Regions from separate parts of the Mus musculus genome. Here regions 1, 2, 3 and 4 are each linked to region 5. Evidence: chromatin contacts called from public Hi-C and HiChIP or PLAC-seq data. All regions are on one chromosome and are shown on one strand. Each heading gives the region's core, a stretch centred on a gene start, on an enhancer-like site or on the middle of the called end of the contact. The rest is flanking DNA. Distances are from core to core; before and after follow the strand shown.

What was found. Hi-C and Micro-C count contacts between places; a contact is called where the count stands out from the background. HiChIP or PLAC-seq counts read pairs in DNA pulled down with a chosen protein or histone mark.
Region 1: a contact with region 5 is called in an H3K4me3 HiChIP or PLAC-seq map of bone marrow-derived macrophages, with 3 times the contacts expected there. The contact joins the enhancer-like site here to the promoter of Parp11 in region 5. A contact is called at or near these places in 11 of 39 promoter capture datasets (the C10 cell line, the HPC-7 cell line, cranial neural crest and 6 more), 6 of 115 datasets of contacts at active chromatin or transcription factors (the NIH/3T3 cell line, bone marrow-derived macrophages, embryonic midbrain and 2 more) and 2 of 9 other capture datasets (adipose tissue and macrophages).
Region 2: a contact with region 5 is called in an H3K27ac HiChIP or PLAC-seq map of trophoblast stem cells, with 4 times the contacts expected there. The contact joins the enhancer-like site here to the promoter of Parp11 in region 5. A contact is called at or near these places in 7 of 39 promoter capture datasets (3T3-L1-derived adipocytes, cranial neural crest, embryonic stem cells and 4 more) and 6 of 115 datasets of contacts at active chromatin or transcription factors (astrocytes, embryonic stem cells, neural tube and 2 more).
Region 3: a contact with region 5 is called in an H3K27ac HiChIP or PLAC-seq map of embryonic stem cells, with 8 times the contacts expected there. The contact joins the promoter of Fgf23 here to the promoter of Parp11 in region 5. A contact is called at or near these places in 14 of 39 promoter capture datasets (the 3T3-L1 cell line, the C10 cell line, the HPC-7 cell line and 10 more), 2 of 15 datasets of contacts at CTCF or cohesin (the NIH/3T3 cell line and large pre-B cells), 3 of 484 Hi-C or Micro-C datasets (cortical neurons, nephron progenitors and uterus), 11 of 115 datasets of contacts at active chromatin or transcription factors (T-cell acute lymphoblastic leukemia, acute myeloid leukemia, embryonic forebrain and 7 more) and 5 of 9 other capture datasets (adipose tissue, embryonic stem cells, liver and 2 more).
Region 4: a contact with region 5 is called in a Hi-C map of erythroblasts, with 2.2 times the contacts expected there. The contact joins the enhancer-like site here to the promoter of Parp11 in region 5. A contact is called at or near these places in 11 of 39 promoter capture datasets (the C10 cell line, the HPC-7 cell line, embryonic stem cells and 7 more), 1 of 15 datasets of contacts at CTCF or cohesin (CD8 T cells), 53 of 484 Hi-C or Micro-C datasets (B cells, the Ba/F3 cell line, the C2C12 cell line and 32 more), 40 of 115 datasets of contacts at active chromatin or transcription factors (the 230-238 cell line, CD8 T cells, DN3 thymocytes and 31 more) and 4 of 9 other capture datasets (adipose tissue, embryonic stem cells, liver and 1 more).

The regions. Positions count from the first base shown.
Region 1 is chr6:126,979,788-126,984,196 of GRCm38.p6, reverse strand. No RefSeq gene overlaps it. Among named protein-coding and RNA genes, the nearest start is that of Fgf6, 34 kb to the left of the region's middle. Within about 2 kb of position 2,181, at least 22 of the 459 cell types and tissues checked have an H3K27ac peak or open chromatin away from gene starts, as enhancers often do. A contact at or near this core is called in the HPC-7 cell line and bone marrow-derived macrophages, where this site is marked.
Region 2 is chr6:127,934,014-127,939,022 of GRCm38.p6, reverse strand. Tspan11 (tetraspanin 11) reads right to left here. Exons shown (of 8, transcript NM_026743.3): 4 at 748-822. Gm38903 (a long non-coding RNA gene) reads right to left here. Exons shown (of 2, transcript XR_869464.1): 2 at 1,588-5,009. It overlaps Gm15870 (a long non-coding RNA gene), which reads left to right. Exons shown (of 3, transcript XR_003956523.1): 2 at 2,208-2,347; 3 at 3,882-4,334. Among named protein-coding and RNA genes, the nearest start is that of Gm38903, 7.9 kb to the right of the region's middle. Within about 2 kb of position 3,687, at least 11 of the 459 cell types and tissues checked have an H3K27ac peak or open chromatin away from gene starts, as enhancers often do. A contact at or near this core is called in trophoblast stem cells, where this site is marked.
Region 3 is chr6:127,071,110-127,075,563 of GRCm38.p6, reverse strand. Fgf23 (fibroblast growth factor 23) reads right to left here and starts at 2,662. Exons shown (of 3, transcript NM_022657.4): 1 at 2,324-2,662. The coding sequence starts at 2,534.
Region 4 is chr6:127,159,963-127,164,703 of GRCm38.p6, reverse strand. The region is part of intron 1 of 9330179D12Rik (RIKEN cDNA 9330179D12 gene); the gene reads right to left. Among named protein-coding and RNA genes, the nearest start is that of Ccnd2, 11 kb to the right of the region's middle. Within about 2 kb of position 1,638, at least 75 of the 459 cell types and tissues checked have an H3K27ac peak or open chromatin away from gene starts, as enhancers often do. A contact at or near this core is called in the 230-238 cell line, B cells, CD8 T cells and 8 more, where this site is marked.
Region 5 is chr6:127,451,772-127,456,182 of GRCm38.p6, reverse strand. It overlaps Parp11 (poly (ADP-ribose) polymerase family, member 11), which reads right to left and starts at 2,556. Exons shown (of 9, transcript NM_181402.4): 1 at 2,361-2,556.

The sequences.
Region 1 (4,409 bases), core at 932-3,431, 470 kb after region 5:
TATTTAAGTTTTATTGCGAAGAATCTACTTGCAGATTTCATTTTTTGCTTTCTGTTCAGGTTTCTACCTTTTCTTTTTTAACCTAAAGACTTAGGTCCATCAGCTCTAGAAAACATTTAGCCACAGGGATTGTCTAAATCTCCTTCCTGGACCCAAATATAATGGGATACATAACTCATAATATGGAATATGGAATATCACACAGATTAAAGGCCGATGCAATAATAATAATAATAATAATAATAATAATAATAATAATAATAATAATAATAATAAAAGATGTTAAGAGTCCTAAAGGAAAACACATGAGAACATACTTATGATCCTTGGTATGATAAAGGATATCGCAACTAAGACATAGAATCTAAACTGTAAGGAAATGATAGAATGCCGGGATGAACACTTAAGTCCTCTGTGAAAAAAGAAAACATAGCATGAACTGGGAAGACAACATAGAACCTATGAAGAGGGATTTGCAAGGATGGCTTGCAAAAGCTTAGCCTTCCAGACGGACAAGTGACGATAAAGGCAACCTGAGCAACATCATCCAAATGAGTACTGAAGACTCACTCATTCATCAATCCACAGAAACAAAGGCAGCCAAGCGCCGCCCAACAGGCACATTCAGTGCTACTGGGGTCCCCGGGACCCAGGGAAATGCAAAGCAGAATGGCAGGGAGTATTGTTTTGTTTCGTATTGTCAGAATAGTAAGGCTGAAACCCTCTGCTGAGTTCACATGAGGATCTGTGAGAAGGGAATACATATCCATCCTTTTAGGAGAGTCATTTGGTGCAACCCCTTTTGAGTTGAATTTAAAGCATATCTACTAAATTTGAAGAAACTGACAGTCTACAGTCCATAAAAGCTCCTTATACGCCCCAGAGAGATTCTAACGTGCCTCTACACAGCTGTTGGAGCACAGGGCAAGTGGCACAAAGGTGGACACAACCTCAAAGACTAAGATAATGTGTCAGGCAGAGGATGCACCTCGGTGACAGAGCGCTTGCATGCCTAGCATGCACGAGGCCCTTAGATTTGTCACCAGTACCCTCCTGGCCCAAAAGAGCTGCAAGCAAGATTAATAAAGCTGCTAAACCTAATTATACACTGGACCTCAATAAAGCAAGCTGAGTCATGTGTAGAAAACAAAGCTCTCAATTGTCCTCCTCACAGTGACCCTCAATAGTGCCCTGTTGCTATGATGCAACCATAAATATGAAAAATAACAAAACTGAGATACTGCAGGACGCTGAGGAGACAGATGCTATGACCCAATGACATAAAATCACCCCTGATTCCTCTCTCCAGTCCATGTCCTTGTCACACGATTATCCAAATATGCATTCTCTCAGTCTACCTCTTGAATCTGCTTTAATCGACTGTGTGGCCAAAGCAAGCATGGGTCAGTTCTCTCTCTCTCTCATCCCCAATTTCTACTACTTGATCAACCCAGAGGATGAGACCCAGTGAAGGAAAGAAAGCGGTGCCAGGAACATCAGAAAGTAAGCCATGCATTCCCACCAGCCAAGCCCAAGTGCCAAGCCCAGGCCATCCACCAAATAAATCTATGGCCAACTAGAGACTCATCAATAAGCCAAGGAGAGCCCAGAAAACCGCCAATGTGACCCACTATACTACAAAACATAAATGTTTATCAATATCTGATACAAGAGGAAAAAGGGAAGTGGGCCAGCCTGGATCTATGGTGCTTGATGTGCTCTAAAAGAAGAGCCAAGTGCTGGGGTGCGCATCTGTAATTCTAGCATTTGTGAGGTTCTGGCAGGATTATGAGTTCTGGGAAAGCATAGGCTACACAGTGAGACCCTTACTAAACAAACAAACAAACAAACAAATAGCAAACAAGAGACCCTTTACGAAAACACAGCACAGCATTATGGTTTAACAAACATAGGGACTACATGTACAAGAATGTACATGGGTAGGTCAGCTGAAAAATTTCATTGAACTTTTCTACATTTTTTTGGATGCATTTTATAACAGAGGAAATTCAATTAGAAAATGTTACACCAGTCAAAATGATTCAGATGATTCTTAGAAAGAACAAAAAGTATTTATCCACTTCCTCTCTTAGCTCACCACACAGCATGCAGCCCAGGACTGGTCTCCCACTCCACCCCAGGACTACGCCCCTCCCTTCCTTCCTAACACTGAATCCTCTAGTTTCAGCTGCTCATCTGGAAAGCAGGAAACATCTCATCAGCTAACCAGCAAGAGAGCTGCAGGAGATAGCCAGGGACGTGTGGCAGGACAGCTACTTCCTATCACAGTTCTGTGGGTAGACTCGGATTCCTCTAACTACTTCATCCTATTGTTATGTCTAAAATTTAGGTTCACTTGACAAAAATCCACCAGTTCGTCCTGCTCCACTCAAATACAAAGTTAGTCACCTACCCTGTGACTTCCTCCTGACATTCTAACCTGCCCGACCCTTTGTATCTGAAACTTTCCACTACTGACACAGGTGGTGCTGTCTGCCTGCCAAGAGGATTTGGGCTTGACCCACTGAGAATAACAAGGGCTTTTAGAGGATACCCACTCAGTGCCAGAGAAAGGCAGAGCTAAGCCCACTGCTCTCAATGGATTTGACATCTCTTTTGGACCATGCATTGCTAATGTTTCTATTTTGACTTGCATAGCACTCTTGTGTTTTGTTCTGCACTGGCTGTGTATCCTGGTCATATGTTGGCTGGTACTTTGAGTTACCCTGTGTTCTTTTACCAACTCCTCGAGGACATAGTGTTTTAAGTGACTTAGTATCCCTACTATCTAATGAGAGGAAGGAAGGAAGAAAAGGTCAGACAGGAAGGAAGATAGGAAGAGGAGGCAGGCAGTCAGGAAGGAAGGATAATAGCAAACATTTATAGAATGACTATATGCCAGGTAGTCTGCTCATATTTGATCCTTCCAACTACTCAATGAGGTAGATACTATTATTAATTTCCAACCAGCTTACCAATGAGAAAGCATGCTTAAGAAGGGTAGGTAATATGCCTAATGTGACAAGCCACAGTGCATAGATTGGAGCCAGCCTTTACCCTAGATTTGTGTAAACTCTTCAGGCAATGCTCCCGGTTTCTGACGCTATGCTGTTGCTTGGATTTGAAACTTTTGAATACAGGGGAGCTAACAGGAAAATGGGTTTCGATATAAAGGGGAAAAATGAGAGAAGTCTAGAAAGGATGGGGAAAAGATCTGTCCATATGCTCTCCTCGTGGGTCACACCTGTCTATGACACCACAATTCCTGCTGGATACGGATACATCTCCAGAGAGGAGCTGGTGGCTGTTTTTTTTGTGATGAGTTCTCTGTTTCTGTATGATAGATGTGAATAACAATGACCTTCATAGGTTCATATATTTGAATGCTTAGGGATTGGTATTTGAAAGGATTAGAAGATATGGCTTTGTTAGAGGAAGTGTGTCACTGGGTTTGAGGCTTCAAAAGCCCAAGCCAGTCTCACTGGCTCTCTCTTCTTGCTGCCTGTGGATCCAGATGTAGAACTCTCAGCTCCTTATCCAGCATCATGCCCACTACCATGCTGATAATGGGCTAAACCTCTGAAATGATAAGCAAGCCCCAATAAAGCATGCTTTGTTTTTTTTTTTTCATAAGAGTTGCTGTGGTCATGGTGCCTGTTCCCAGAGGACACTGGCTAAGAAAATACGAATATGCAGATGGTTCTATGTGTCCCTTGCTTCTGAGATCCTCATTATTCATAGTCATTCTCTTCACCTTCCACAGGAGCTGGAAACTCTGCATTAGTGAATACCGGCTACTACTTTTCAGAGAAATATCAAATTATGTTCCTGCAAGTCTCTGTCCACATTTCCATGATCTGATCAACACATCTTCATTGGTGTTTCTGTTTAAAGTCACTTTATTTAATATGTACTGTTGATTCATTAACATTGAACTCTTGGCCAACAGCATTCTAACCCATGCCGTATCTGACCCCTTCTCCCCATAAGGCACATCTTAACGTCTTTCTTATCTTTATCTTTATCTTTATCTTCTTATCTTTATCAACACTGGACAGCACTTCAGCAGTTTGCTTTTGGACCATTTGAAATAGCAAAGTAATTAAAAACATAGAAATAAAAAGCCACAGCACTAAACATACCAAACGAAGCATTTCCTGTTATGAACTGAAACAAGGCAGTAAAGCGCCACTCTGCCCACGGGCACTAGGGATGTGTATATGAGCAACTCAATGGGTTGGCTCCTCCATGAACGCTCACCAAGGACTGAAATCCCCCAGCAGGGATTTACATGCATGTGTTAGCTATGTTCCCATTGCTGGGATATCATGACCAAGAGCAGCCTGGTCACAGTCCATCGTGAAGGGAAGTCAAGGCAGGACCCTGCAGGCAGGAACTGAGGAAGGAAC
Region 2 (5,009 bases), core at 2,438-4,937, 480 kb before region 5:
CTGGGGTCAGGAAACTGGAATAATGACTCAATCGGTGTTGTGAGCTGACAGGAAGGGAAGAGTGGACAGTGGGGCTGAGGAGGACATGGCCCAGGCTGTGTCTCTTAGGAGCGTCCTTCAACTTGTGGGTTTAAACTCCGATTGCAAGATGAGGTTTGATACTTTGATTAGGGGATACATCTGGGGATGATGAGCATCACTGCACCTGTGGGCACTTGTGACCCTGTGAACCTAGGTGGACACTGGCTCGAAATGACCTGCTTGATTGGGACACACTGTCTATTTCATCCCCATGTCACCCTGTTCTTGTCCTCAAATCCTGAATCTGAAGCCATACGCTCAGGAAGAGAGAGAGTCTGACTCTTACCTATCCAGGTAGGCAGGGCCCACGCCAGTCTTTACAGTGTCAGTCTGCCCTTTGACCCCTTCTAATCTCTTCTCAATGGCCATCTTAGCAGGCGGTGTTCTTGTTCTGGGGTCCCTGAGAGGGTCAGGGGAGAAGGATGAACCAGACTCCCTGAGAAACTCTCACCCAGTTCCTACATGAAGCACAGCAGTGCTAACAGAAACAGAGCGATCTACCAGATCTGGGACAGGAAACTGGGGTGCCAAGGATCACCAGCCCAGGAAACAAGGCCACCTATAAGGACACCTGCCCCAGCTGCCTAGGGAGCATGAACCCCAACTTCTTGCTGTGACTTCGTCATGGCACCAACAGAAAACTTTGCATCAGGACCTAGTACTTACCCTCTGGTAGTACACATGTGCCAGGACCCCTGCCACCAGCTCCACAAGGAAGATGACCAGCAGCAGGCAGAAATACTAGGAGCAAAGAGAGAAATGGTCACCCTGGGGATCGGGGCTCCCCTGTAACAAAACCCTCTAAGAAGAAGCATGGGGCAGCAGGGACACCTGCCAGGGCTCCTGTCATTCCCACCCTCCTCATTTTATCTACATCTAGTATCTGGACATGACGACCCCACCCCTGCTGGCTACCACCACCAATTTTCCCACTCACCCTTCTGCTCACTACTCCATGGGGAGCCCAAGAATCCACCTCCCCATCCAGGATTGAATAGACACTGACTTGACGCTAGGTGCTAGGCACTGTGGGTAAGGGTAAGGTACTATTGACTCATGGGTGTTGGGCATTATGAAGTTATTAGAACTTCATGTATTCAGCGGGACAACTCTAGAGGCTCCTGGTGTGGAGGGGTGTCAGAACAGGTCTTGTGGAGGAGATGACATTTATGAAACCTCTCTAAAGAGGACACAAGGAGAGAAGCATACTCCAAGCAGAAGAGTACCCCAAGAAGTGTGGAACATTTGTGTTTTGACAATGCAGACACTCAGGCTGGGCCAAGGAAATAGGGCCATGGAGAAGGCAAAGATAGAAGCCTACGGGTGGTGATTTGAGTTATATATTCCAGATCCAATGCCTGCTTCCTATACTACATAGGTTCCCCCAAGGCTCTTGGCTGCCCTCACCATGCCTGCCTCTCCCAGGCTCCTCAGTGCCAGCCCTGAGCTTCAGGTACCTGACTGTGAGCCTGTCTCCTGGCTCCCACCTGGCTGTGAACTATCATTAGCACTCCTGAGCCTCATGGGAGCCAACAGGTTAGGCCCATATGATCTGGGAGAGGACTAGACAGGGACAGGGAGTGTCGGCAGAGCACAGGCACCCGAGGGACAAGGAACAGAGGGAGGTGAAGAGAATAGAGAAGTGAGAGCAGATGGCCACTAAGAAGAATATCTGCCCTCTCCCTAGGCCACATAGGGGCAGCCACGAAAGTGTATTGAGATCACAGGATTTAGGAAGGCCACCACTGGGTGACATCTGAGATGAAGTAGGGGAAGGTATGTGGGCAGGAGAAGACAGCTGTAATGGGCCCTCAGGAGGGCAAGACAGAGCCATTGTTCTTTGCCTGATGGGCAGGGCTTGGGAAGCACACACAAAGGGCGTGGGATTTCTTTCATCTCCTAAGGAAAGAACCCTGGCGAAGCTGCCCTTTCAATTAAGTCTCGGCCCTTGGTAATATCTTTGCATTCTCTGCTCTCAGCACTGTGGCTAGCTACCATTGGTGACCAGGAAAACTTGCTAGTCTTTCTAGATGGGGGTTTAGACTGCCTGTCACCCAAGGAGCCTAGGCAGAGAGGACAAAGTATGTTCCTGATCACCCTTTCTGTTTTCTCCTATGTTGTCATAGAAAATAATACAAGGCCTGAACATTCAAGCTTTGCCAGTTCCTCCCAGATGCACCCCATCATTCCATGGATGAAGATATGGAAAAGACAAGAGTGGGGTGCCATGAGTGTACAGACTAGACATTCTGTGATCCCATCTGCGGTAGGCATTGTCTAGGGTTCTGTTTGTCTAAACAGGGCTTTCCAGGCTCCAGGTATGAGACTCGGGACTCGTAGTATGGGAGGGGTTATAGGCTCCCCAGGACACATTCCTTGGCACCAAGACTCTTCAACCTGTTAGGATAGATGGTACTGAATGAGACCCAGAGTAAGCTGATGCATCTAAGAGGTCTATGATGCCTGTGTCTGCTCTCAGGAAAGGGCATGAAGACACCGAGAGAGCTGGTGGCAAGCTTGGCATCTGTGACAAGTCAGGCTCTTGTGCTCACTGGGGCTGACTGAATGGGCACCACTGCAAATTACAAAAATACTCTCAGACCAGGGTGGTATACTTCCATAACAGCCATGCGGTTGCTGTGGTCCTTGTACGTAGGATACGAGCTTCCAGGCATCTGTGGAAGTCCTGAGCATGGACTTGGGCTTTCAATCCCTTGCCAGTGGCAATGGTGGCATCGCCTGCCCTTTCCATCCCGACTGGTTAAAGAAGTTGACTTTCCAGAGCTCTGACGTGCTTCCTCACAGAGCATAGCCAAGTGTAGGCTTGAGGTAAGCAACGATTCCAGACAGTGTCAGGGACTAGCAGTCTAGATAAGCAGAGGACAGTCCTGGAACTGCCTGGCCCACTAGAGAGTGTAGATGCATTGTCACCACTCAGGAGACTGTCCCACTACTCCACAGTCCTCAGGGCCTCAATGCTTCTAATATGTTTTCCCTTTTGGTTGGCTTGAGGTTGTCCTCCACTCTCTTTACCCTTTACTAAGGGTAGCCTTTGTCTTGCCATACAGGACCCATAGGCAGGGACTACTGGTCAACCCAGACCTCTCAAATGTATATTAGCATGTCCTCCAAGATATCAGGAAAGAGGTGATGGAGTGCCTGTCCCTGAATAGCAGTATTAGGCTGCTGGCAGCTAGGAGATCACATCCTGCCACCTGCTTCTCTGTCAGCTCATGGGTACCAGACCTGAGGAGGTGGCTGTTTCATACTGCTCCCCTGGGGAAATCACTACTGTGGTAGCTCCTCAGAACAGGTATAAAGAGGGAGGAGAGAGACATGAAACCATGTCCCATCTCTGGACTCTATGGCAGGTGAAACTGGGACTGCTCAGATTATCCAACAGGCCATGTGACATGTGTAAGGTGTCATGCGGAGGAGACACCTTGGTACTGTGTGAAATGCCAAGGGAGCAAGGAGTGATGCCCTGGCGTGATCAGGTGTCCCAGGAAGCAGGGGTGGAGCCTGGCGTTTTGAGGGGACTGAGCTGGCCACAGGTGACAGTTCAGGCAGCCATTCCTACTGCAAGAAGATTGCAGATGTGTGACTCACCTGGGAGAGAGATAAGCCCTGAGTCATAGCTCCCTGTGACAGCTTCCAGGAGGCAGGCAAAGGGCTCAATGGACCCTGCAGCTCTGAGCACAGGACTGATTGGTCTTGGTAGTTTGCTGCATTTGTGATGGGAGGTCATGAGCCCTAGGAATGCCTTAACCCTGCTGCCTCCTCCTCTACACTTTACTCAGCCCTTGAAGACTCACAGCACGATCATCTCAGTCCCTTGGTATGAGTCAGAGAGCCTCCCCTTGCACCCCAGGCCATCTGTCCAGCCTTCAAGCTTTTGCCCCTGCCACTGGCAGTGCCTACCTGTCCTTCATTTCCCAGCTCAGCCCTGAATCTACAGTGCCAACCCCTGAAGATGTCCACAGCACTGCCTTCCTGACACCTGCCTGACTCAGCCTTGTCTCCTTGGTCCTCTTGTCTGGACTCAGTGGCTTCTGATCCCTTCCCTTGCTGCTCCACTGCTCCTTTGCTCTGGGGAGGTCTTCACCTTCAACACAGCAAGACTCATGGCTCATGGCTGTCTCAGTTGCTTCTGCCGAAGAGCTCAGTCCTGTCTCCCCAGAGTAACTGTGAGCTTCTTGGGAAAGGAAACACATCTTGGAGTTCCCTGGCTCTTCCACTGTGCCTGGTAAGGTTAGCTGTATGCTCGGGAAACACCCTTGGGTTACAGGAGGAGTGAGCGACAACAGGAACCCGCAGCAGGGTCTGTGCTGAAAAGTTGTTTTATCTTCTGTCTGGAAGGCAACACAGCTGCTACCTCGGTTCAGGTTACCCAATGGTTCACTTATTCTGGAAAGACTTTGCCTCCAGGGACTGGTTGGCAAAATCTGGAGACAATTTTTCAATTGTCACAGGCGGTACAGAAGGTACTATGGGCTTCCAGAAGGCAGAACCAGGGTGCCACTGACCTTTGAAGCATGGGACAGTTTCTACAGTGCGAAACTACCCAGCAGACATGTCAATGATCTAGAGATTGGGGAAGTCTGAGACACATTCCCCCTCAGGTTCTCAGGCTGATGCTGAGAGTTAATTTGCATATGTGTCCCTAGGCACTTTGCAATGCACAAAAGAAGACTGGAGAAAGTTATTCACTTGCCAAGAAGCGAGCGATGGGACCCAGGAACACAAGCATTAGAAGGATTTGACTCTGCCTGTCTGGGAGGACACATCTGCACTACTCAGTGTGACCTGAGCAAGGGTCAGGAGGCTGGAGTGATGCCTAGGGTTGTGTAACTACTTCCTTCAAAGGGAAGCATCCTCTCAGGACACAAAAAGCAACAAGAGTCATAGGCCTCTGCCCAAGGTTACAT
Region 3 (4,454 bases), core at 1,413-3,912, 380 kb after region 5:
GACCAACCACCTGAGCAGGAGTTGAACATTCAACTCTTAACCAAGAATTTACTAAAGCAAAACTTGGAAAGGGGACAGTAGAAACACGTGCCTCATTTTGTCTTCTTGAAGATATAATGACTTCCACTGGCACTGTATGCATGTGATGTACAGGCATATATGCAAACAAGACAGTCATACAGATGAAGTAAAGTAAACGAATAAAATAAATAAATGAGGTCATAATTAAACCATGCTCTGCTGTAACTGATGAGGAGGAAGATTATATCAATAGCATGTAAAGATAAGAACAAGATAAAGAGTCATTCTTATGAAAATGCACATAACTGAGACCAGTACATCAGATTAGTGATACTTTCCCCACAAAGGGAAAGCCTACACAAGACAAAAATTACACCCAGCTAAAGTCAGGTTAATTCATTTTATTGCTTCTCAGCCATATTCATTGCTCCTGGCATCCTCCAGTCCTGATGTCTGCAAGCTCCCAAGGATGTCTGTAAGCCTGCCATTTAGACTGATCTCACACATCCTCCCTACCCAAGCCTGGACTGTTCCAGACTGACCACCTTTCAACAAAGAGATTCTATGATTCTAGGAAAGTGGAATGCACATCCTCTAATCAGAAGCAAATTTCCAATCTCTAGAACCAAAATAGTTCACCCTTATCTACTGTCCAGTACTTGAAATCACATGTAGTATTGCAGCGGAAGTCAGGGATGTCTTCCGGAGAGAAGGCTACAATGGCATTTCCTAAAAGTTGAATAATGCACCGGGAGACAAGAGGTCTATGAAGAACTATGTCACATTTCCAGTGGCAGAGGGTTGTGTGGTGTCAGGCACCTTGTAAGTCCTGTCCACAGAACACAAACAGTTCTGGGAACCCATGGAATGTACCCACATTTACTCCAGATTCTCCACATCAGCCTCAAACCTGACTTCCAAGAGGTAACCCCAAGCCCCCCTTTAGACCCCTGAGTTTTGGAGCATGCCTTGTGTTTGGAGAGAGCCTTTCTCCTCCTCTTCCTCGTCCTCCCATTTCCTGTCAGTGTAGCCCGTGGGCAGGTGTAAGCTGCTGGCTTTGCGTGTGCCTGTACCTGGCTGCTAGGTTTAAGGTCTGTTGGTTTCTAGCAGAGAGAAGATTGTTCGCACAGCAAGGCCACATCCAGGAAATGGGCTCACCTACTACAACAGCACAGAGGCGATCATAATCCTTACAGAAAGTTCTTTAGTGAAGTGCAAACTGCCACTGCTCAGTGCTCTACATGGCACAGAGCCTAGCTGCATCTTCTGTACCCTCTTGGAGTAATTTTTCAGTTTTGTTTTGTCTTATTCTTTGTGTATAGCTGTCTTGTCTGCTTGTATTTCTGTGTACCACATTTCTTCAGTGCCATCAGAGGTCAGAAGAGGGCATTGAACCTCCCGGAATTGGAGTTATAGATTGCTATAAGCTACCACTTGGGTGCTAGACTGGACCTGGACCCTCTGTAAGAGCAGCAAGTGCCCTTAGCTGCTGAGCCATTTCTCCAGCCCCATTTAGAATACTTTTTGCTTGTCTGTAACATAGAACATGTGTCTCTTCCAATACCCATCTCTCTTGCCACTCTATTTTCTATGTGTTATTCCTTATGCTGGAAGGGGCTTTCAGTTGAATACATCTGGTTGATTGACAGGTATGATTAGTGATCCAATTTTCCATAGACTCCATCCTTAAGAATATTCCAATTGTTTCACATCACCAGTGAGTTCACCACTAGCTAATCAGTTTTGTTAGCAACTAAACACATTTCAGCTTCTCAGAGAAGAACCACCAACCAACCACACAGGACGCTTCTGAAGTACCCTGCACACCTGCTGAGTGGATGCATTCAGTCAGACTTGCTAAGACAAAGCAGCTTGGTGGTCTGTCTTTAACATAATGTCTCTTGAGAAGGTTTGCTTTAGTTTCCAGACAGTCTCACAATGTAACCCTGACTAGTCTCTCCCAGTTAAGTTCTGTCTGGGTTATTCTTCTCTTTGAGCCCTTGTCTTTCTGTCCATCTTTCCCTCTAATTCTTGAGCAGAAGAAAAGAAAATTATCTCTCATTATTGGAAATGGGTTACAATAGCAATTATTCAGGTTGAGAAAAACTTGTGAGTCAAATAATAAAGGGGAAGAAAAAAAATCTTCCTTTTAGGTTACACACACACACACACACACACACACACACCCCAAAACTATGCATACAAGAAACTAGACAATTTATCTAGCCCAAGGTTTCCCCAATACCTCTGTAGGTCAACAGCAGAGAGTTTCCCCTCTTCCCAACCTGGAACCCATACTCACTGTAGATGGTCTGATGGGGGGTGCCATCTACATGACCATCCCTATGGATCTGTAGGTGATAGCTGGTCCTGGCTGTAGCCGTGTACAGGTGGGTCAGGCTTCCCCAGTTGGAGCCAAGCAATGGGGAAGTGTCCGGATAGGCTCTAGCAGTGCCCAAGCTGCAGACAGTGCAGAGCACGCCCACCAGGAGTCTAAGGCAGGTCCCTAGCATTGCACAGCACTGAGTGGCTAATGCTGAGTTTGAAATCTGACACTCCCAGACAGGCTGGGCCCTTGCTGGCCTTTCTCTTCTTCCTAGGAAGAAGCTGAGAACTGAGGTGGGGATCCTGGGCTAGATTCCCTCCTTTTTTCCCCGGGACTTTTAAAGGGTGGTGGTGTGACATCAAGCAGGAAAAACAATGCCGCCACATCCTCTGTGTTGTAATCATCCATTCAAAGAAAAAGCCCAGACTTCTTAGGCTTGCGGAAGGCGCGTCAGTTCCAGGCACACACATACATGCACGCACACACCCCTCAATTTCAAGCCAGTGCTCCCATAAGTGAATGATGTGTGGGCAAAAGTTATCTGTGACCCTGGGTCATTTGTTGACCTGTCCCCACTTCCATCAGGAAGTGTGAAGGCAGCCAGCAGTACTGAAACAAACAAACAAAAAAAACCCCAGAAAACCAGAAAGCCGCCTCCTCGCTAACTCATCTCCCTCCAGTGTCCTTGTTTTGGTTTGCTTAAGCCCTTTTCCTCCAGCTGCCAAGTGTGTTCTTGGAGCTTACTCCTGGCTGTTGCATCTGGCAAGTGTCTTGATATATGGTCATAAGTGATGCTATCAGGCAAATGAGACTCCCCCCTACCCCCATACACAAACCCCAGGAAGGGTGTTAGGTGGGAGCATGAGCTCAACACCTCCCATCACCATTCCCAAAGACCTCAAGGCAAGAAGAAAGAAAACAAGGTCTTGAGGTCAGCAAAAATGGCAAGATCTGGTTTCTCAGTTTCCCTCGTCTGGATGAGGCAGGGAACTAAACTGGCAATTATGGCTTTGCCAATAGGAAGGAGACTCATTTGGAGGACTGGAACGGCACTGCTGGCTGATCAGAGGAATCAGAGGGCAGGAAGCATCCAGGAGCTGCAGGACTGGGCACCTCCCCAGCCCATGTCCACACCCTGGGACCTTGTATGAGTGGATGCCTCACTGCAGAAATTGCTCTGTGCATGCCCTCTGTGGAGGTGCGTCTGATGCAGCGGTGTGGGGTGTGGGGTGTGGTGTGTGGGGTAGGAGGTTGAAGGCAGACTAACACACACAGTCCATTGGAAGGCAGACTGCTGGAACAGACATCAGCAGTATATGGCCACAAGAAAAGGACTGCTCACTCAGTGTCCCAGGTTACTGAGTTCCTACAACAGATGAGTATCCCACAAGATAGACATCAAAGCGGATGGAAGAGAGAGCAAGATGTGACAAATCAAGCGGAGGAAGCAGATAAAGACGAGTAGCCATCGTGTAAAGCACATGGATGCTTGCACACGCCAAGGCAAGTGGAGATGCCCGTTCCACCTCCAGTTCCAGTTGGGTCCAGGCTTCTGTGGTTTACAGAGTGTTTTCTCATCCACTAGTTCTTTGAGCTTCACTGCAACTCTATAAGACAGGCACACTGTGCTATTACCATTTAAAACTTGTATTTATTATTAACTTACTTATTTACCAAGACAGGGCCTCACTATGTAGCCCTAACTGGCCTCAAACTCACGGAGCTCTGTCTGCTTCAGTCTCCTGATTGCTGCGATTAAAGATGTGTTCACTAAGGCTGGACTTCAAAACAAATGTGTGTGTGTATGTGTGTGTTGCCATTTCTGAGAGTGTTCATGTGTGTATGTATATGTGTTTGAGTAGGATCAGCAGGCAACCTCAGGGTTGCTCCTCAGGAGCTGTGCACCTTATAGCAGCGAGCCCCTGGCGTCCTCCTGCTTCTCCTTTCCCAGATTGAGATTATAAGATTGTAAGTGGGCCCTGGGCATCAAACTCAAGTCCTCACACTTATGTGGCAAGTGCTTTGCTAACCGAGCCATCTCCCCAGCGCTAATACTTTAATGTTATACGTGAAGGAGCGGAGAGCTAGTCTGTAATGCCGAAGTCAC
Region 4 (4,741 bases), core at 389-2,888, 290 kb after region 5:
GACTTTCTCTTTGTGCATGTGTTTGTGTGTAATGTGAAATTATGCACGTGCACGCACAGCCGTGTGCATGTATATGTGTGTGTGTGTGCGTAGAGACCAGAGATTGGTGTCAGGTGTTTTCCTCCATCTCCCCCCACCTTCTACACTGAAGTAGGACCTCTCACTTGCCCTCACCCTTGCTGGAGCTCTGTTGAGGCTGTGTTTTTCCTTAAGTGACTTTCCTCTACAGATTGTGTGAAGTCTATGTTTTTGGTCATCTACAACTTCCTCCGAAGGGTCTGTGGGGTTTTCGTGTTCGGGTGATGCTCAGACAGGCAGTTCTTTAAATTGTCTGAGACCATATGTCTCCCAGCCTTTATGGAGGGACTTTGTGTCTGTTACAGCATGCCTTCAGCAATCTGTATACTCTTTAAGGTCTTGGCTTTACTTCACTTTCTGTCCTCAGCTGAAAAGGTGAGTACCTTTGCAAGATTTCCCCCCAGCATATACATAGCCATGCACGTTGCTTTCCATGTCCTTAGAAATACATCAGGAAATACTCAGTGGTTAAATACACTGAGTACTCTTGCAGAGGACGCAAGTTCAGTTCTCAGCACCTACATGGCGGTTTAAGACCATCTGTAAGCCAGGTTCCTAGGGCTCTTAAGCCCTCTCTTCTAACCTTCCTGGGTAGCAGGCACATTTGCCGTGCACATGCATGAGAGCTAAACTCATGTGTACGTAGACTCTGCATGGACAGCACACACACAGGTCAGCTTTCTGGCACCGGAACCAACATGCAAGCTGTTTAGTTTCAAGGAGGAAGGTTTACCTTGGCTCCCCATTTCTGAGCACTCTGCCGGTGATCTTTTGTTCCCACTGCTTTGGGGTCTGTGGTGAGGCAGCACACACCTTGGTAGTCAAGGTGGCCAAGAAGGAGGAGGGGCTGAGTCACTGGGACCCCAATATATTCTTCAAGGAGTCTCTTTCAGGACCTAACATCCTTTGCATACGTCTTACCTTATCCCATTTGCACCAAGCCTTTAACCTAACTGCAGGAGGACAATCAGGGCTCAAACTACATGGGGCCAGCAAGACGGCTGAGAGAGTAAAAGGTAAAAGTGCCTGCTGCCAATTCTGATGACCTGTGTTCGATCCCCAGGACCCATGTGTTGGAAGGTGAGAACCAACTCTGTAAGTTTCCTCTGATGGTCACACAAATACTTTGATATGCACCTCCCCCACCCCAACACATGCACACAATAAATGTTAAAACAAACAAACAAACCCAAAACAACAGCAAAACAAACAAACAAAAACCCTACAACAGCTCTTCCCCTGGCTTGGCTTTTTAACAACAATAACAACAACACAGTAATAATAATAAAAAATGTCCCCTTCACAGCAGTCCTGACACCCAGGATGTCACCCAGGCAGATGAAATGCTAAAGAGTGACCAGTGACTATAAGAGCGCAGGGCTGCTTGCCCAGAGCAGAGACTGAATGAGACCAAAGCTTCTAGAATGGAGCACTTCAGGAGAACTGCCTGATAAAAGTCAGTGGCTTAAAAAAAAAAAAGTTGGAGAGGACTCAGGACAGAGGCAGATGCACACAGAGAGGTGAAAGTCACGGGCCATGGGGGAAACACCAGGAAAGCAGAAGTGAGCCGTGAGAAGTGGCCAAGGTCAGCCAGAGAGGGTGAGTCACCAGGAGACCAGAACAGAAGCAGGAAGAGCGATAGGAAATGATGGCAACACTGTTTAAATAAAGACAGCCCCCCCCCCAGAAGCCTGGGCTTCAGAGTTTGCAGGAGTGGGTGGGCTGCTCCACCCTCTCTGCCACTGGCGAGGAGGAACGGCAGGTGCGAGTAAGGGGCAGATGCTGCTGGTGCTGGCTTCTAAGGACTTAGTGCTTCCTCGGTTTGAGTTGTTTACACATAGCCTATGCTATTCTAAAACAGTGCATTTTTGCCTTATGTTCTGTAAAACAGATCTCTCTTTAAAAGCTTCAACACCATAGAAACATTTGTCAAACAGGATGGTATCATCAAATATGTGATTAAAAATCATTACAATAAATATCAAGTCATTAGGATACATAGCACTCCTCCACGAACCACTCCCCTTGCTTTGGACAACACTGAAGTGGATGTCTAAGATTTTCTGTACTTCCAGAATGGTGTGGGTGGGTTTTCACACCCCGTCTACTGAAAATGAGGGCATCCTTGGTATCTGTCCGAATAGGGATGCACTCAAGACTCTGGGGACTGGGCTGCGATGGAACATGTGGACAGCAATGAAAAGTTCCACCTTTTCACTAGCTACACATTAGGAAGAGACAGAATCCTTAGCAGGCAGCCTAAGGCCAAGGGGCTGATGTCCAAAGAGGAGACAAGATGAAGGACCCACACTCACAAGTACCTGGTAAACTGAAAGTCTTAACTATGGTTATGCCTTGTTCTGCCATTTTTCATGGCAAAAGGCAGCACTGTGAGGCGTGCATGGGTGAAGGTGGCTGCTGCCAAGTCCGATGACCTGTGTCCAATGCCCAGGACTCACGTGGCAGGAGAGAGAGCTGCTGATTCCCACAAGTTGCCCTTGGATCTCTACTCAGGTGCTGTGGCAAGCACATGCAGACATACATGTTCACATGTGTACATGCATGCAGACACATGATAGATTAGATAGATAGATAGATAGATAGATAGATAGATAGATAGATAGATAGATAGATAGATAGATAGATAGACAGAAAGATAGACAGATAGATAGACAGATTAGATAGATAGATAGATAGATAGATAGATAGATAGATAGATAGATAGATAGATAGATAGATAGATAGATAGAAAGATAGACAGACAGATTAGATAGATAGATAGATAGATAGATAGATAGATAGATAGATAGATAGATAGATGGATGGATGGATGGATGGATGGATGGATGGATGGATGGATGGATGGATGGATGGATGGACGGACGGTTGGTTTTAAAACATTTTTTGCCAGATGGTCAGGAAGTTGAGGTTCCCATTTCTGGATAGTTATATAACCTTTTGTAAACCATTCCCCATACCTTGGTACGGGAATGTCACATGGTTCTTGGGAAGAAGCTACAAAAAAGAAGCCAGCACACGGGTTATCATACAGTAAACAGATGCACACCCAGGTTCTAACTCTGGCTTTGCAGGAAGTGTCCTCTGACATCCAAGAAATAAATACTGCACAGAACTGCTCTATCATGGGATACCCTTCTGAGATATGAGCTCCTCCCCAACAGAGACATTCCATCACTGATATGTGCCAGGGATGCTCTGAAGGACTTCCACATGACATACTGGAGATAACCCCAAAATGCTATGATCATACCCATGTTGGTTCCAGGTTGAACGGAGCTGTGGCTTGTGTGAGATCTGAGTGTTCCCTGGGGATCCATTATTATTAAAGTCTCTGTCCCTACATGGGTACCATTGGGAGAATAAATAGTTCCAGGTTATTCTAGGAGAAAGTTCTCAGGTTATTGGGTACATGTTGTGGGGTCCATACTCATAGTCTCCCCCTTCTATGACAATGCAAGCTCTTCCACACACAGTCTCCCAGGGCCATGCTGTCACTAACAAAGGCAAAACCAAAGGGGCTGCCTAATCGAGACTCTGACATTCCAAAACCGGGAGCCAAACAGCCCCTTTTCTCTACTTACAAGCCAAGCAGGGGCCTCCAGTGTTCCATTAGAGTGATGGAGACCCAATTAACCTCACAGGCAGATGAGGGGTGGGCACACCTCTCCTGACTGCTGGCCAGCACTCTTCTCATGATTCCATTAATCCAAAGACATTTTACAGAGAGATGTTTAGGAAGTATACCAAATACAATAGTTTATTGACCACATCTCCCTTTTTCAGTAGCCACACTGAAAAGCGCCATGTTTGTAATTCTAGGAACAGGTATCTTGCTGGCTTTCCCTGAAGCAGAGAGTACCCAAACAATTAGGGTTTCTGATATAGTCAAAGCATCAATATTGAATGAGAAAAAAAAATGGGACCTAGATATTTCCCCTGCATGTCGCTAGATACTAAGACATGTCAAAAAGAGAGAGAGGGAGGGAGGGGGGAGGGAGGGAGGGAGGGAGGGAGGGAGGAAGGAAGGAAGGAAGGAAGGAAGGAAGGAAGGAAGGAAGGAAGGAAGAAGGATCCTGTCTAAATACTGCAACGTGGTGGAATCTGCGCCATTCTTTTGCCACCAACAGACCTGACACTGTGTGAGTTCCACACAGCTCAAAATTAGCCTCCCTTAAAGAGGCTCACTCAGGCTGTAAACTGCCTGTCACTTAATCACTTGGAAGAGGATCTTCAATTCAGAACCCACTCCAAAACAGGGGTATATGCTCTAACAGGATCTGTCCTGAACACGCCAGGATTTCCTTAAAACATCCCAGAATAACATTATATTCCATACATCCTCATTCTCAATATGCCTTTCAGACTTGACTGTATTCTAGTGGCCAGGGATTAGACAAAGACTACTGCCTCTCAGCAGACAGCAGGTGAAAATGAATAAGAAGACTCCAGCTGTCAAATGAGGTTAAGAGTCTACAAACTAGTGAGGGAGTGAGAACATCGGCACCGTTTAAGATCTTTATATAAAAGAGAGACTACACAGACGCTGCCGATGCTGTGTGGATTGGAGTCCCATTTTGTCAGTGATGGTAAGGGTGGGTGATGGTAAGGGTGGGTGATGGTAAGGGTGGGTGATGGTAAGGGT
Region 5 (4,411 bases), core at 1,307-3,806:
GATCAGGATTTAAAACTCTCAGCTACTTCTCCAGCACCTGCCTGCATGCTATCATGTTTCCTACCACGATGATAATGGATTAAACCTCTGAAACTGTAAGCAAGTCCCCAAGTAATTGCTTCCTTTTGTAAGAGCTGCCTTGGTCATGGTGTCTCCTCACAGCAATAAAACAGTAACTATGACAACCCCTCCCTCTTTGGTCTTGGAAGCACTTTCTCTGTACCTGGCACTGTACACAGTGCTTAGGGTTTGCTTTGCTTTTCTACTTGGATTTTAAATTCTCCCAGATGTTCATGGCTTACGATGGCAATTTTATTCCTTGGGCAGAGCTAGACAAGCTTTGCAGGTGCCCCGTCCATCAAAAGAAACTCACAAATTATTAGTGAACGCCACGAATGCCAAGTTTATTAAAAAAAAAATAAAGAAAGTCAAATCAAAACTAAGCTGTGGGGGCTGGAGAGACAGTTCCATGGTTAAGGTCTTCCAGAAGACCAGGGTTTGAGTCCCACCACCCACATGGCAGCTAACTCCAATGCCAGGGAATGTAATGCCCTCTTCTGGCATCCGAGGGCACTGCATGGATGTGGTACCCAAACATACAGGCAATCAAAACACCCATAAACATATGAGATATTTTTTTCAAAAACTAAGCTGTGTTTATTGACAACATTCTGGTGCTCACAGGAGAAGAAAAGGTAAACAATCAAGGCCAAAACCAAAATAAAGAAAAACAATACCAACAGAACTCAGCCATATGAGGATGGGCCAGAGCACAGAAAACACAAGGCTGTGTGTTCATTAGTAATAACAAAAGTCAGCTTGCTTAGCAAAACTTAAAAGTCTTACCTATGATTTCACAGAAGAGTGCTCCCTCCCACCCCCCCTTTTTTTCCCCAAGAAAATGGTTTTTATAATAAACCAAACACATGAAACCCTCACTAGATCCTTTGTAATTCTCACCAGGGTATAAATGGCCCAACAATACAGATAGAAGTGTGATCCTGAAGGAAAGAGGTACAGAGTGAGCACAGAACCCTTAGTGCATTCCTGTGCCAGTCACTGTCAAGAATTCAACAAGCATTTCTTGTGCAACAGGAGCTGTTCTCTAGTTGAACACACAACTCAGAGGATTTGAAGTACGTGACCTTGAACAGAATATATACACTGCTGACGTATGTTGTGGGGAAATCAACACAAAGGGGCGGGGCGGCTGGTAAAAACCAACTCCATATTGACATGTAAGAGATGGATACTGATGACACTTAATAGTTAACAGTGAACAGCGTGTATGTATGAACAGCTATCCCAATTTTGCTAAAATCACATCCAAACGTATACTTTCCTCTGCCCTGATCTGATGACAGTATTAGTGTATGAATCAAAACTATCTGGTAACTGTCATGATGGAATGGGATGGAATGGAACTACAATGTGGACTGAATCCCAATTCATGGGCTCATTTCTAATCAGGTACTAACTTTCAGACGTGGGAAAATTTACTGATAGACTTAACTGATAATACACTTAAGTAGGAAGTAGGTTACTGGTTTTGTGAGGGAAAGCAAAAGGGTTACTTCAAGTATTGACTTAGAGGGTTATTGAAGTCAAATTAATGGTTAGCTCAGCTTCTGAGGTAGTTTCACAAACTAAGTCCACAAATTTCTTGAAATGCGATTCTGCCCATCGACCCCGAAGTTTTAAGTTCAGCGTACATTTTTCTCACTATTACATTCCCATAACAAGATCTGAATACTCTTGACAAATAGATCTGAATCCTCATTCATGGCGGGTAGGAGTTTGAATGAACGAACGAATGAATGAACGAACGAACCAATGAATGAAAGCAAGTATTAAAAAAAAATGCCTGCAGACATAAGACCTACTGAAGGCAAACAAAGGATTCCAGATCATTGTTCTAACCACGGAAAGAAAACATTTAAGAACGTCATCCCCTGAAACTCATATAGAGGATCCTCCATGCTCTGTAGCTCCAAAAAGAAGGAGCAACGAGGGTGCGGGGGTCGAAAGGAACTAGCAGGTTCGAAAGCCAGTAACTTCAACTGGAAAGCAGAATACAAAATATAAAATGAGGGAAAAAAGCGAAGACAGAGAAGCCCCCGGAAGTAAAATCAACAATCGGGAAAGGAAAGCAACAGCGTAGAAGCGGCCACCGAACGCTCCCACGGCTCAAAGCTGCGAGTCCACGGCCCGCAGGAGGCCCCCGCGAAGCGGGACAGCCACGACCCCGGAACGCAAACCCCCAGCCTGAGGCACCGCGGGGGCGAGTTCCCGGGAACGCCTCCCCGCCCTTCTCAGGCAACCCCGCCCACTGGGCCCGCCCCGTCCCGCCGGCTACTCACCGGATTCGCTTCCCACATAACGGTGCGAAATCGAGCGGAGAGAGCCTGGGGGAGGGGCTAGCCGTGGGGTCGATATGGTGGGCTTTTTCCGAGGGTCCCCAGGAGCGAAAGGACCGAAAGGCACCCTTTACGGAAGCCTTCCTTCTCCCCCTCCCCGTCACAAGCTGGCGTCTTCGGACCATCGAACCTCCCGACTTCCGCCTGGATCCAGCCAATCAGTGGCGGTCCCGCCCACCGCAAACTCGCTCCGCCTCTATGGCGCCCTTGGAACTTCCGCGCGTGCTGTCGCGGGCCGCCTTTACCTGTGTGGTAAAGCTGTTTGAAGCCGGCCATCATACCCACCACGTGATCGTCAAGCGTGGCAGGCTGCGTTTCCTCCATGCAGAACCTACGTTTATTAAAGATCACCTTATACCGAGTTTAGTGGCCAACCAAGTACTAGGCCTGAGAAGCACAACTCGACCAATGGCTTAAAGGTTAAAGCTTCAAACCTCTTTGTTGTTTGCAACATCCTCGAATTGGAGGTGATGATAGTTCTACCTGAGGGTGTAAATGAGCTTGCTGAAATCAGGTGCTTAGGTGTTTGCAATCTAGAAAATAATAAATAAATAAAGGGAGCTATTGGCCACGTGTCACTGGGCTTGGACGTGAACACTGACCAATATGTTGTCCCTGTCCTCGTGGATTTTAGAATCGACAGAAGAAAGCAAAAAGTAATTTGGAAACGCAAGAATGTAAAAACGTGAAATTTTAGACAGCATGGCAAATATGGAGGTTTCCAAGCAGGTTTACCTGAGTGCCTTGAATGCTAAGGCCTCAAATAGGTTCTTACACCGGTCACAAAAGAGGTACGATGGAAGAATATTCTTAAAGGCAAAGAAGTAGTGTGAGACTATAGGTGTATTTTTAAAAATAGGTCAAAGAATGACCACAGATTCAGAACCTGATTGTTTTTTACATTTTAATATATTTTTCCATTCCCATGTGTATGAATCTATTTCTTCAGACTATAGCATTCCATAGTTTACATGTTACACACATATCTTAAATAATCTACTGTGAGAGACACAAGTTACTATGTAACAAAAATTACTATAATCACTATTTTTGTTCAGACATTCATTAACCTCTTTGGAACGAATTCTTAGAAATGATACTGTTCAATAAGAAATTCTAAAAATTGTTGCCAAATGGTTAACCAGTTGCCCAAATACTTATTGCATAGCATAATTATTTTTTCTTACTACTTTGAAGTACATTTGCTAAATTTGCATGCATATGCATATATACATATATTCCTGAATATTCTTATCTGCTAATCCTCTGCTTATTCCTATGCTTTGCCATGCTATTATAATGTATAGATTCCTAATGTACTTGCTCTTTGATAAGAAATATCTCCTAATTTTCTTTTTCAGTTTTTTTCAAAATAATGAGTTCTCATCCAGAACACACTTCTTCCTGTATTTCAGGCCATGTGTCGGGAGTCGGGCTGGGCTGGGTATATGAACCCAGAACCTCACACATGCTAAACACCTCTTCCACCACTGAGTTATGCCCCTCCTGCCTAGGTCTCTGATATCTTTAAGTACATTAAAGCTATTTTTACAACAACCTTTATGTGTTTGATTTGGCTATTTTATAGGTTTTTTTTTTTCCAAGTGAAACAGTTTTCATTGCTCTAATTTAGGAAAGCTGTTGACTTTTGTAAACTTACCGTGTCATATCACCTTGCTAACTCTTAAGGCTTCAAAGAAAATGAAGTATAACTCTCAACCCTCAAAAGATTTTGTCCTAACTTCCCTGGTTAACTTGCCTTGTCGAGACCCACTCGGCCTTGAAAAGGACTAGCCCACAGTTGCTTCAATTGCTACTGCTCCCTTCTCAAGGCTAGCTAGCATCATCCTGATACTACAGCTTATTAAAAGTAATCAGGATCTATTCGTGTAGCTCAAGGTCATCTCAAATGTTCCATCACCCAAAGGCTGAGATTACGGTCATGTGCCATCACACCCAGTATAAAATTTAATCATAAGTAAAAGATAAATTAA